Linked DNA regions of Hordeum vulgare: region 1 is linked to region 2. The links are chromatin contacts, called in public Hi-C maps. All regions are on one chromosome and are shown on one strand. Each heading gives the region's core, a stretch centred on a gene start, on an enhancer-like site or on the middle of the called end of the contact. The rest is flanking DNA. Distances are from core to core; before and after follow the strand shown. Region 1 has its middle 20 kb from the start of LOC123440178. Region 2 has its middle 170 kb from the start of LOC123440176.

The links. A called contact is a pair of places that touch in the nucleus more often than the background predicts.
Region 1: a contact with region 2 is called in a Hi-C map of seedling, with 6 times the contacts expected there. The contact joins two enhancer-like sites. A contact is called at or near these places in 2 of 6 Hi-C or Micro-C datasets (leaf and seedling).

The regions. Positions count from the first base shown.
Region 1 is chr3H:464,905,804-464,912,759 of MorexV3_pseudomolecules_assembly, reverse strand. No RefSeq gene overlaps it. Among protein-coding and RNA genes, the nearest start is that of LOC123440178, 20 kb to the left of the region's middle. Within about 2 kb of position 4,684, at least 3 of the 3 cell types and tissues checked have open chromatin away from gene starts, as enhancers often do. A contact at or near this core is called in leaf and seedling, where this site is marked.
Region 2 is chr3H:464,418,356-464,424,635 of MorexV3_pseudomolecules_assembly, reverse strand. No RefSeq gene overlaps it. Among protein-coding and RNA genes, the nearest start is that of LOC123440176, 170 kb to the right of the region's middle. Within about 2 kb of position 4,300, at least 3 of the 3 cell types and tissues checked have open chromatin away from gene starts, as enhancers often do. A contact at or near this core is called in leaf and seedling, where this site is marked.

The DNA of each region.
Region 1 (6,956 bases), core at 3,435-5,934, 490 kb before region 2:
GATACTATCTTTAGAAGAACAAGAGGAAGGAGTTCATTGATCTACCACATCTATTACCTTTTGGAGGGTGGTGCCTCCTAGATTGGTTAGGTGTCGCTTGGGGGCCTCCTACTTCGTGTTGTGGAGTTGAACCAAGATGTTTGTAAAGGCAAGGAGATCGCCTACTTCGTGAAGATCTACTGTGAGTGAGGCTAGTCCTTCGTGGGCGGAAGCCGTGGTGGAATAGACAAGGCCAATTCTTTGTGGACCCTTAGTGGGTGGAGTCCTCCGTGGACTCTCGCAGCCGTTACCCTCCGTGGGTTAAAGTCTCCACAAACATGGACGTACGATGGCGCCACCTATCGGAACCATGCCAAAAATCGTCATGTCAACTTCTTCACGTTTGATCTTCCTAACCTCTACTCCTTTACATGTGCAAAGTCTTTACTTTTCCGCTGCCATTTATGTTGACTAGCATGTGTAGGGTGCACTAGACTTGTTAGAATTACTGAAATTCTGCCCTCTATCAAGTCGGTAAGGCTAGGATTTTGATCTTGACAAGTAGTCTATTCAACCCCCCTCTAGACACATCTTCTATCTATCCCTCAATTGGTATCATAGCAAGATCTCCAAAACCTTGGTTTAACCACCATTGGAAGAAGATGAATGTGACTAGTTCATGGATTTTTAGTTGTAGAGTGTCCATTCTCAATGGTGAGTATTTTAGACAATGGAAAGATGAAAAATGCTTGGTACATTTGATGAGTTCTTATGATGATGAATTTGATATGCTTGGAAATCTTAACAGTGCCAATCTAATCATTATAGGATTACCAAGAAGTGTGATCAATCAGATGCAAAACTTCGAGTGTGCTAATACCTTGTGGAAAGGCTTAGAGGAAAGATATACAAATTATTGTTTGAAAAATCTTGATATCATTGTCCACAAATGCATTGCCTTTCACAAAATGAAGCCAAATGATCCTAATTTTGATAAATGTCTATTTGAGCTTCGTGGCCTCATGCGTACTAAAGGAGATGTCATTAATATTAACAATATCATTGTTGAAGCCATTTGCATGCATAAATATGAACATTGTCATAGTAAAATTTCTGATGAAATTCTTGTTTCTTATGACGAGGATATTTCGTCCGACGATGACAATGTGGAGCATGCCTACTACGATGAAGATGAAGAGTTTGACATCGAGTATGAGAGGACCATGAGGAACCTTAGTCTTATGGCTAACCTTAGAGACTACATGGCCGGTGGAAAGGAGTGGGTTCTCGGCAGTGGATGCATCCATAAGATTACACCAAACCGTAGACCTCGGAAGTATGTGACTTTTGGAGATAACTCCAAAGGTAAGGTACTTGGTCTTGGTAAGGTGGTCGTATCTCATGACAGTTCAATTCAAAATGTCATGCTTGTTGAATCCATTGGCTACAATCTTCTTTTCATATCTAGACTAGCAGACTTTGGTTTCGATGTGCTGTTTTCAAAAGTTGATTGTCGAGTGTTTCGTAGAGGCAACCATAAAATTGTCTTTACAGGTTTTCGTAGAGGTGATCTATACATTGTCAATTTCTCTAAAATATCCAAACCTCGTACATGTCTTATTGCTAAATCCTCTAAAGGTTGGTTATGTCATAGAAGGTTAGGACATGTAGGAATGCGTAATGAAAATGAGTTTTGTCTATATATTCAACTGATGGATGTTGTGATTGCATATTTGTATAGGCATTGGATTCAGATATTTGTATGAAATTCCTTGAAGAAATGAAGCTTCTGTATCCAAAGGCTAATCTAAAGATGTATTGTTAAAACTTCAGAAGTCATTGCATGTCTTGAAGAAGTCAGGAAGAATGTAGTACAACTGACTCAGTGAATTCCTTATTCTAAAGGGTTAGTGAAATATTGACAATTGCCCATGTGTGTTCACAAAAAAAATCACAAATGGATTTTGCATTCTTTTTGTGTATGTGGATGATTTAAAATTATTGGGACTACACAGTAAATACATGAGGTAAGTAATCATCTTAACATGGAGTTTGAGATGAAAGGTGTAGGTAAGACTATATATTTGTCTTACAACTTGAAACTCTTCCTTCGAGAATACTTGTTCATCAATATGCTTATATTGAAAAGATTCTTGAAAAAATAGTATGGATAAAGCATATCAATCGAGAACACCAATGATTGTTAGATCTCCTACAAAGATAAACTCCCATTTGTACTTAAGGGTGAGGAAGAAGAGGTATTAGGACCTTAGTTTCCTTACCTCGGTTTCATTGGAGCACTAATGTATCTAGAAAACTATAGTAGGCTTGATATATCATTTGTAGTAAATTTATTTGCTAGTTCAGTGCATCACCAACAAAGAGACATTCAATGAGGAATATTTTCAAATATCTTTAAAGCACCAAAGGTCTTGGTTTGTTCTATGAGAAAAATCAAGATAATACCATGCATGGTGGGATATTATGATGTTAGAAACCTATCTGATTCCCATAATGCTAGATCACATACTAGTTTTGTTTTCTTGAGTGGAGGCATGTACTTCTCTTGGAAATCGACCAAACAAACTCTTGTGTCTAAGTCCACGAATCATCCTGAATTATGTTTGAAGCGTCATGCGATTGTGTATGGTTTCGCACAATGATAAACTTTACTAAAAGTTCAAGTGGGATTGGTTTCTTCGAATCACCCACCTTTATCTACGAAGATGATGTTACATGTATTATACGGATGCAAATCTGATATATATATAGACTAATATTACAATGCATATTCCTCCTAATTATTTTATCCCCATGAGTTAAGTTAAACCGTTGAGATGAATATTTTGCAAATGAAGTCATGTGATAATCTTGCTGATTTGTTTATAAAATCATTACCAAGTTCTTTATTTGAGACGTATATCAATGGAATTGGTATGAAACAACTTCGAGACTTGCAAAGTTAAGGCGAAGTGCATCCCCGAGTGATAATTTGTTTGTGTTCCTCTAATCTTTGATATTGCAATCTTTTCCATTATGATTTTTTCCCGAATGGTTTCTCGTGGAAGGTTTTTTATGATGCAATAGTAATGCAAGCATTAGGATATGGTATTTTTTCCTTATCTTCCCACTATGTTTTTGAAAAGATTTTTTGTGGCACGTTGCATACATCTGAGCATATTTTTCGTACATGGTTTTTGGAGGAGGCTTCTCAAGATGACAATGTTGTATAGAATAATTGAAGCGGATATTAGGGAGGTGGAGTTTTAGGACTTAATTAATTAATTTAATTAAAGGAAATCCCTGCTTTTTCAGACCGATGTGCATGTACTGTTTCCTCACCAAAGAGACGCCCCAGTTCCCTGTCTCTTCATATTAACCGACATGTCCTTTAATCACGTCATTTGTAACCATAGCATGTGTGTAATGCGTCACTTCACAGGATATCATCATTATCTATAAACAGTGTTTATGAGAAGAAAATAGCTCCCGAATCACGGGCGACGTGTCTTATTACTCACAAAAAGCGTTATATACCAGTGCCCAAATAAATGTATGGGACATATACCTAATTGATATGCAACGCCGGACGCGACACATATCCTGCGATAGCCCCCGTAAGTGGACGTGGGTGATGCCCACGTAAGCATATAGACGAATGATTTTCCATCGGTTTTGGTAATTTCCATGCTTTGTGTAGCTTCCAGATGGTGATAGTTATTTTTTTTACATTTTCTTCGTTTCCTTGTTTCTTTATGGTCGTTTCTTATTTTACTTTTTCTCTTTTTGATTTTATTTTATTTCCTATTTCGTCTTTTCTGTTTTAATTGCAATTTTTTGAACATCTATTTGAATTCATTAACATTGTTCGAATTCGCAAACATTTATTTTCTGTGTTTCTTAGCCCGGTTCTTTGGTTTTTTCTAATTTTCTATTCTTCTCTTTCATATATTTTTCCAAAAAAAATGTTGAACGTGCATTTTAAAAAAAGCTCAGAGTGTATTAGAAAAAAGTTCACTATATGTTAAAATACTATTCACCATAAATTGAAGAAACATTCACCGTATATAAATAATGATCATTGTATACTTAAATTGTATTCAGTGCGTATATGGAAAAAATGTTCACCGTATATTAAATATGATCACCCTATATTAAAATACTGTTCAATGTGTGTTTGAAACAACTTCACCGTATATTAGAAAATATTTTGTGTGCATTTTGAAAATTGTTCACGACATATTAGATTTTTTTTTCATAGTACCAAAAACTATAAAAGAGGAAAAAGTAAAAAAAGGCAAATGAAAACTAGAAGAGAAACTATACCTGATTGAGACAAAGAAAAACAAATGAAAGGGGAAAATAAAATCACAAATCGTACTACGTACAGTAGGCTACATTTCCGTGCTTAGTCTACTTTTTTTTGCTAGAGATCCGATGTGCTACTAGGCTAGCCCACCCCACGCGCTGGGACGTTCGCCTAGTGAAGCACGCGACGCGAGCGTCCTGGTCGCAGGAAGCGGTACATAGCACATTAGCACCTCCCTCAACTCACACATGCACGTCGTTGTTGTGTCCGGAGATAGCGGGAGCTATCGATAAGATCAGGCGATAAGATCAGATGCGGTCCAAGACGGTCCCTGGCAAGCCGTAACGGGGCAGACGGCTCAGCGGACACACGGATACGCGACGAGTGAAGCAGCCCACGGTATCCAACCTCGCCATCACAGCATTCAAAGTGCAACGGGGGAGGCCCACGGTTGCATCCCGTTACTTGCACACGAACGTAACTGTCCGTCCCGTTCACTATCAAAGTCCCACGTGCGGTAGTCCCACAAGCTCCTCCTAGCAGCATCGGCCTTAGAGCTTCTACACCCGGACACTACACACTACACACCCGGACACTACACACTACAGTGCAATATGATCTCTTGCAAACAACCTTGTGGTTGGATGGTTAGAGGGACAGTGATATCCCCAGCCCATCAGGGTTCGAATCCTCCTGCTTGCATCAGGATTTTCGGCGATACGCTTTCAGTGGAAGCAGACGTTCCCGTCGACGACGAGGCGCCTACGGTGACTTTGTAAATCTCAAGATGATATGCCACGACGAGACGCCTACGGTGACTTCGTAAATCTCAAGATGATATGCCGGCTTAGTCTCTCGGAGGTGCTCATAGGGGTAGGGTGCGTGTGCGTTCATAGGGATGAATGTATGCGTGTGTATATGAGTACTTGCGTTTGTACTATGTTAAAAAATGATTTCCTAAACGCCCGCACACGCGTCCGGTCAATGACGGACGTATTCTTTATTTTCCGTCCGCGTAGCCACATTCCTCTTTTTTTCTGATATGTCCGATCACTTGCACGTGATTGATGAAAAGAAAAACGAAAGAAAGAAAAGAGTGAATAAAGAAAAGAAAAAGATGATCCGAAATGCGACTGCGTCCTGCGTGGTGGATTGATCGGGTGCATCGGCGAGTCCTCATATCCTCCTTCTCGGGAATATAACCCCAGGATTTAGCCAGTTTTATGGGGCTGGGTCAAGCCGCATGGACGACATGAGAAGATGGGCCAGATGACTTAGTCGACAAGCCACTAAGCGGCACATCACCAGAAGGCGGCGGCTCAAAGACGTAGAGGGCAAGAGACGCGAGAAGTTTTTCTCACATGGAAAGAAAGATAAGGTAGATTTGTAGTAGGACGCAGGTGTTATTTGACCCAAACTTTGTTGTAAACTTGGGGCTTCTACCTATATATAAAGGAGAAACCACAAGTCAGAAAGATCAAGTAAGAAAGCCCTAGAGCTAGGTTAGCGATTCTGCATCCTTGTAATCGATATTCCCATCAATACAACACAAAGCAGGACGTAGGCTTTTACATTCATTGGAGGGGCCGAACCTGGGTAAATCCGCCTCTCGTCCCCAATCAACCCCTTCGAGTCGCCACACCGCGACGATGGCCTCACCACTAAGTTCATTCACGAGGACATCTGCCGTGACAAAATCACGACAATTGGGAGTCCACCTGGGTAAATCCGCCTCTCGTCCCCATGGGGCTGTCACAAAGTGGAGTTGAGTTCTCGGAGGGAGCTCTTCCGGGATTTGGGAGTCGCGTGTTGGCTATGATGATCAAGAGTCGCCGCAACGATCGCTACATCGACAATGCAGGTTGGGGCATTAAGGTCGGCTTAGCAGAAACTAATCCACAGATCCCCTTTGATCAGATCTACGCAACGGTGCTCGGGTCGGACATCCACACCACCATCAACGATCCAACTTGGTGCGATCGATTTCAAGCTGGTCGTCATCACGTCTTCATCGGATTCACCCACGGGCTCAGCCTTGCGGATGAACCGGCGAGCAGTGAGAGCATCCTCGACAACTACAATCAAACTGACGAGTCTTTCATAGGAGACACTGGATCCATCTTTCCCCTCGGTCATGAACTTGGAGGAGCTCCGGAGGAAGAAGTTGTCGGGGAGCCAGACGATCCGCCTCGACAAGTCATTATTTACATGGCTGGAGGCGCGCCTGCACTAGGTCCATCCGCGGTAGGAGCCCTCAATGGGGCTGGCGGATCGAGCAAAACGCCGGCTCAAGCCATGAGCGACCTGGTGACCGAGATGACTAAACTCTTGGAGGATACAATCACCGAGGAGAACCGGGAAGAGCGTAATGCGGAACTAGCAAGACATCGCACAAAGATGGTCAAGATCCAGAAAGAGATCGACGCTGAAAATGTTTGGATGGTAGATACGGAGAGTCGAATCTATGACGAGTCAGAACGTTTACGAGCAGAGGCGTGGCGGCTTGGACTTTGACAAGAGGCCAACGAGGCAGTTCACCTAAGGAGGCATCAATCTCAGTTACCACCATACGTAAAACCGACGCACCTATTGCTAGTCCCCGCACCCCGGGTGCTGCACACAACCCACCACCTGGTCACGGACAACCAGCACTGCCACGAGCGGCTCA
Region 2 (6,280 bases), core at 3,051-5,550:
TTCTGAATTTTTTTGAACACTTTTGAATGGACTATTATGAAAAAACACATGATTTCCTCGGTGCACGAGATACATCCCCATCTGAGGAGACTCCTGATCCTTCCATTCCTATGGAATATTATGAGAAACACGTGATGAAAATCCTCAGGAGGATGATGAGGAAACGCTTGTTAGGGGCAAGTGACAATAGACTAAAAAGACCTTTGGTGATGATTTCCTCGTGTACCTCGTGGATGATAATCCCACTTATATTTCAAAAGTTGATGCATCTCCAGATCCTCACTACTGGAAAGATGCATACCGTAGAGAGATGGATTCCATCATGTCTAACGGGACTTGGGAGATTATTGAACGTCCCTATGGTTGCTAACCATTGGGATGTAAGTGGGTGTTCAAAAGAAACTTATGCCCAACGGTACGATTGAAAAGTACAAGGCTAGGCTTGTGGCCAAGGGTTATTCCCAGAAAGAAGAAGAAGATTTCTTGGATACATATTCATGTGTGGCTAGGCTGACCAGCATTCGTGTACTACTTTCGTTGGCGGCCTCACATGGTATTCTCGTCCATCAAATGGATGTCAAGACGGCTTTCCTAAATGTAGAGCTAGACAAGGAAACCTATATGCAACAGCCAGATGGCTTTATGATAGATGATCAGGAAGGAAACGTGTGTAAGTTGTTGAAGTCTTTGTATGGACTGAGAGAAACACCTAAGCAATGGCATGAGAAGTTTAATACAACTCTGACATCTATTGGCTTCGTTGTTACTTGTTAATGAAGGTGACAAATGTGCATACTATCGCCATGGTAGGGGCGAAGGAGTTATCTTGTGCTTGTATGTTGATGGCATACTGATATTTGAAACCAACCTCAAAGTGATTGAGGAGGTTAAGTCATTTCTTGTCTCAGAATTTTGTGATGAAGGACCTTGGGGTGGATGATGTTATCTTGAACATCAAGCTATTGAGATATGATGATGGTGGGAATACACTTCTGCAATCCCATTATGTTGAGAAGATTTGAGTCATTTTGAATATTCGGGCTGCAAAATTTCTCAAATGCCATATGATCCTAGAGTGTTGATTCAAAAGTTAAAAGGCACGACTAAAAATCAATTGAGATACTCTCAAATTATTGGTTCACTTATGTATCTAGCGAGTGCAGTGAGGCGTGACATCGTGTTTGCTATGAGCAAACTGAGTCGGTTGGTTGCTAATCCACGTGATGTACATTGGCAGGGTGTTGAAAGAATTATGCGCTATTTGAAAGGTACTATGAACCATCGACTTCACTAGACCGTATATCCATCGGTACTTTAAGGGTATAGTGATGTGGATTGGATCTCTGATGCTGATGAGATAAAGGCCACTACTAGGTATGTGTTTACCCCTGGAGGTGGTGATGTTTCTTGGAAGTATTGCAATCAAACGATCTTAACGAGATCAACAATGGAAGCAGAATTAACAACATTAGACACATCTGGTGTCGAACCAGAATTTCTTCAAGAACTTTTAATGGACTTGCGAGTGGTTGAGAAGTCGGTTTCGGCTATCCTTATGAACTACGAGAATCAAACAGTTATTGTCAAAGTAAAGAGTTCAAAGGACAACATGAAGTCCAACAAACATAAAAGAATAAGATTGAAAGTTGCGACACATTTAAGAAACTTTGGAGTGATAGTGTTGGATTATATCCAAACGGCTAAGAATATGGCTGATCCCTTTCCCTAAGGGCTGTCACATGTTGTGATAGATAATGCATCAAGGGAGATGGGTATGAGACCCACATGAGTTGCCATGGTGGTAACCCAACCTATGTGATCGGAGATCCCGTGAAGTAGGACCCATGAAAACAAGCGAGTGATGAGCTGATGAGAGTATTTCTACTAACCCACTCCGTTGGAGATGCAATACTCTCGGATATTGTATGATAGGATGACTACTCCCTTAATGTGTTCTAAAGCTTATATGTAAGGAAGATGATGTCCTATAGAGTGGTCTTTGGAGGAACACATCTATATGAGCCTGACTGTTGGTCACAGTCTATAAGATTGGGGGTGATCTCTAGTAATCTCATGAATAGGCCAAGAGTGTGATCAATATGCTCCACCCGAGGGTGAGCCTTCGACAACCTAGTACTAGTAAGACATGTGGTGAAACTTCTTTATGCCAAACAGACAATTCAAGGCATTGTCCGTTGTTCAGTTGTGAAGGAGTGTAGCATGCTCTAGGTGAAGCTCAACCTTAACAAGTCTTCACTGAAATGCTGGTATATCAAAACAGTGACTGGAACAAAGGACATAATGGGGCCTTGAGATCTGATGGGGGATTGTTGAAATATGAGATGGGCCTAGGGCCCATATAATAATTTCGGAAAATCTACAAGGGTCCATGTGGGTTATATGGCAGAGTGATGGAAACTTTAGTCCCACCCCGCTAGTGGAGAAAGAGTTAGACCCCTTATAATGGTTTCTATTCAACATGTTATTGGAGCTTGAGAAGAGAAGGGACCCCCACGCACTACTCCTTCGTCGCCCGCCTCGTCACGACGCGCCGCGGGATTGAACCAAGCCGAGGACATACCTACACGCTTATTTTTGCTCACCAGGAACGGAGAGTCCGTAACGGACGCGCCATGATCTGAGACGTCGAATCGTGGGTTGTTGCCTACTCGGGTGTGGGTCCGTCCCAAGTTTCTCCACCCGGACACGCATATAAATACGTGAGGTCTCAGCCAACCCTAGCCGCCACGAACAAATCACATCTGCTTCACGCGAACTCGTTCCTCTTGCTGCTACTGTCGTCGGCAACTCCACTCCGTTCACCCCTGTACACGGTTGACAGGAGAGCAAGCCTCTAAAACCGCGCTTCTCTAGATCCTATACGCGAGAGGGACGATTAGGTTTTTGGGGAGCGACTACGCGACTCCTCTCACCCCCGTTCATGTGCTTTCTCTATGTTTGCGTCGTCTTCGTCATCACATGTCTTCCCCAACGACGCCATCATCGTCGAGAAACTCTAAGTCGATAAGAAGGCGGCCGGGGATGTTGCAACCGCCACTGTCGCGGCTACGGCAAACTAGCCTATTGAAGGGTATAACATGTTATCCCGTTTTTATTAATTTTTATTTTAACAGTACTAGATATATGCGTAGATGTCTTTATTATATGCGTAGTACATACTAATGAAGTATGTATGTCAGTAATATTGTCAATGTCATGATCATGATTATTTCCTAAATTAGTTTAATCAAAACATATCTATTTATTCAACAATAGGCACAAGTTCCAAGGGAAAAAAACTTAATGCAAAGACGAAGTTTCATGACGAAAGATATCCCTATCGTACAACAGAAAAAGATGTTAGCAATCAAAATGAAATCAGATAATAGAAAAGGCAGTGCACTTTGAACAAAATAATCGAAATCATATCTGCTAAGGAAAAAAATCATAACTATTGTATCAAAATGTTTTCACAAACCAATATTTAACAATAGAAGGAAGCAAGTGTCGAAGAAGAGAATGATACATATACGAGGCAAGAGAACATAACATGTTAGAAAGAGCAATCCATCAAACAAACAACACATAGGGGAGCGCGAAGGAATGAATGAAGATCAAGTAAACGGGAAAAAATGAACAGAAGAGAAAGGAAGATAAAAGAAGATGAGAAAACAAAGCTGAAATAACATAAAGAAAGAAGAAGATTAAGAGTGGTCGGAACTCGTGAAACAGGGTTTGTAACAAAACGGGGATGTAGGATCCGGACATATAGACAGACGAATTTATACCAAAATAAACATCTATACTGTTTTAAGGGTTAACAATTTCCATCCATTTTCCAGCCATTTTCTGCCCAAATAAAGGTACGGAGCAGGCACAGACGGACGGCAGCAGACGTTTCCGCAGTGCGTGCCTCGCGAATTTTCGCGTGAATGGTGTGACCATCAACCCCAATCAACAATATTGCCCCCAAACAAGCGATGCACGTCAACAGAGGAAGGGTGCGACGTCGCCATCGAAACCCAACCGTGCGGGCGAGACGTGCGGGTCACCGCAACCCCACGCAGATGCAGCCACCCACCGCCCACATGCCCGGATTTGACTGCTGCCATGCCGAGCACCGGATCCCCCGCCGTGCCGCGCGCGCCTTCGCCACGCCCGACGTGCGCTACGCCGCACCGCGCGCACGTACGCCGCTGTTGCGCTTGTGCCGCCACTGCCGCTTGACCGACGTGAGAGCGGTTCACGTGCAGCAGGGGTGGCGGTCACCATCAGAGATACTACTAGCTCGACGGGATTTCGGGGGGCGCTAGTGGCCAACGGGGTTTAATGCTACGCCCGTGCGCGCCCCCGTTCCGTCCCAGTGGGGCTGCCCCTGTGATAATATCGGTGAAACCGGGATCCCGGCGGCATGCATGCATGCATGCAGTGCTGCCGGTATCTTGTGCAGCTGACTTCTCACGGGATATTAGTGGTTCTCAACTTTTGCTCAGCATCTGTTTGGTTTTACGGGCAACTAGTACGGAAGATCGTAGGTTTCTCGAGCGGCGGGGTCACGTCTCGTGTTACTAGAGTTGATGCTACGGGAAGTGGACGACGTACACGCAGCAGCAGCGGCATCATAAAATTCTCGGATTCAGGTGGTGCTCTGCCTAGCTGACATGATGAGCGACGGAGTGTGGGGTCGCCTCTGTCCAACCTTCATCCATCAGATGCGACTACACAACGAGCCTAGTACTACTACTACTCCCGAACGTAGCAAAAGGCCATTTCGCTTCACAATCGTGTCACCTCCTCTCTTTTTCTTCTTCTTCAAAACAGCAACTTGTATTCCCCTCAGTTAACATGCAATCGATAAATATGTCCCTTGAATCTAAGTCCACTGAACAATTAAACAATTCCCTTTGAGAACATCTAGATCAAATTGCCCATGTCTAGTCAAGAGCTCGGCGCCGTACGCCCAATTTTCCATCGCGGGTACGTCCAATCTTCTTTGCTACTAATACAAAATAAACAAGTGATGCGAAGATAGGCGAATTCAAGATAGGCCAGTGCTCCATAGACTATGCATGCACGTACTACTAGAGTTCTAAAAGGAAGTCCGGCCCACTAATATGATTGATGTGCATGATTAACTGGCGGCCCTAAAGAAATTATAAAGTAATGCAGCTTCTTTGCTAATTATTAGTATATCCGTATGGAACCGTTCTTGAATTGTAGTAATCGTGTCACCTGCCCTTGCTTTTCTTCTCTTTCCCGGGGAGGACCCTTGCTTCTTTTGTGAGTGGGAGTGGAAAGAGGTGTTCTTGAATTCGGTCACAAGAGACAAACACGCATGGGCTAAGTGTGGGGGGCAATAGATTACACGCAAGATGACAATAGCAAATATTTAAGCACCACAATGGTTCTTTTCCTTTCACCTTTAGGGCATTTGAAACTTTTCACCATCACAGGCCATAATTAGGTCCTACTATTATATCCCACACTATGCTAGTACAGTATCTCATGTTTCTCCGGAAATAAATGGTGGTTGCATCAAAGGTAATCATGCCATGCGGATTCATTCACTTAGTGGTTAATCATTCAGGTGTTATTGTTTTCCTTGGGGTTGTCGATTCATTGGTCCTTGACAGTTTGTATTGCTGCCAAATATCCGCGTTTAGCCTGGTTAATTCCCCGACAACAAACTGAAAGCCAGAAAGTTTCGGAATCCCTAAAGTCCCGATGAAGGATTGCCCTAGATCGTGTGGCCATGCGACCACGCGCGAGTGCACAACTGATGTGTGTGTGTGCAGAGAAACAGAGGAGATTCATGCATGCGTCCCTCTGGACATCGCCGTCACGTATGGTTGGGACGGAGCAATCCACGTCGCCGTCGAGAGGGCGCACGCGGCCCCGGCGGAAAGCGCCGCTGCCGCCGTGTCCCGGCGCAGCGGTCGCCGTCGACCGCGGACAGCGGCGCGGCCGGCGCCATCAGACCACTGCTCACGGCGACCCGGCGCACGGCGCGCGAGCGGCCTGTGTCGTCCAGCCGTGCGCGCGCGGCTGTGACCGCCAGGAGTTGGTGTCGTCCGGGAATTGAAGACGCCGCGCGTGCACGCACGCCCGTCCGTGGTTAGTGGCAGTCCCTCTCGAGCCGGTACGAGGCCGCAAGGAAACAGGGCGTGCAGCTGCGTGATGGGTGTCCTACCTTGATGGACAACTTAATTGATGTACAGGACAATGCAGGCTGCAGGTGACGAGCTTGATGAACTCCAATACCGCCACCTGCATCATCTCG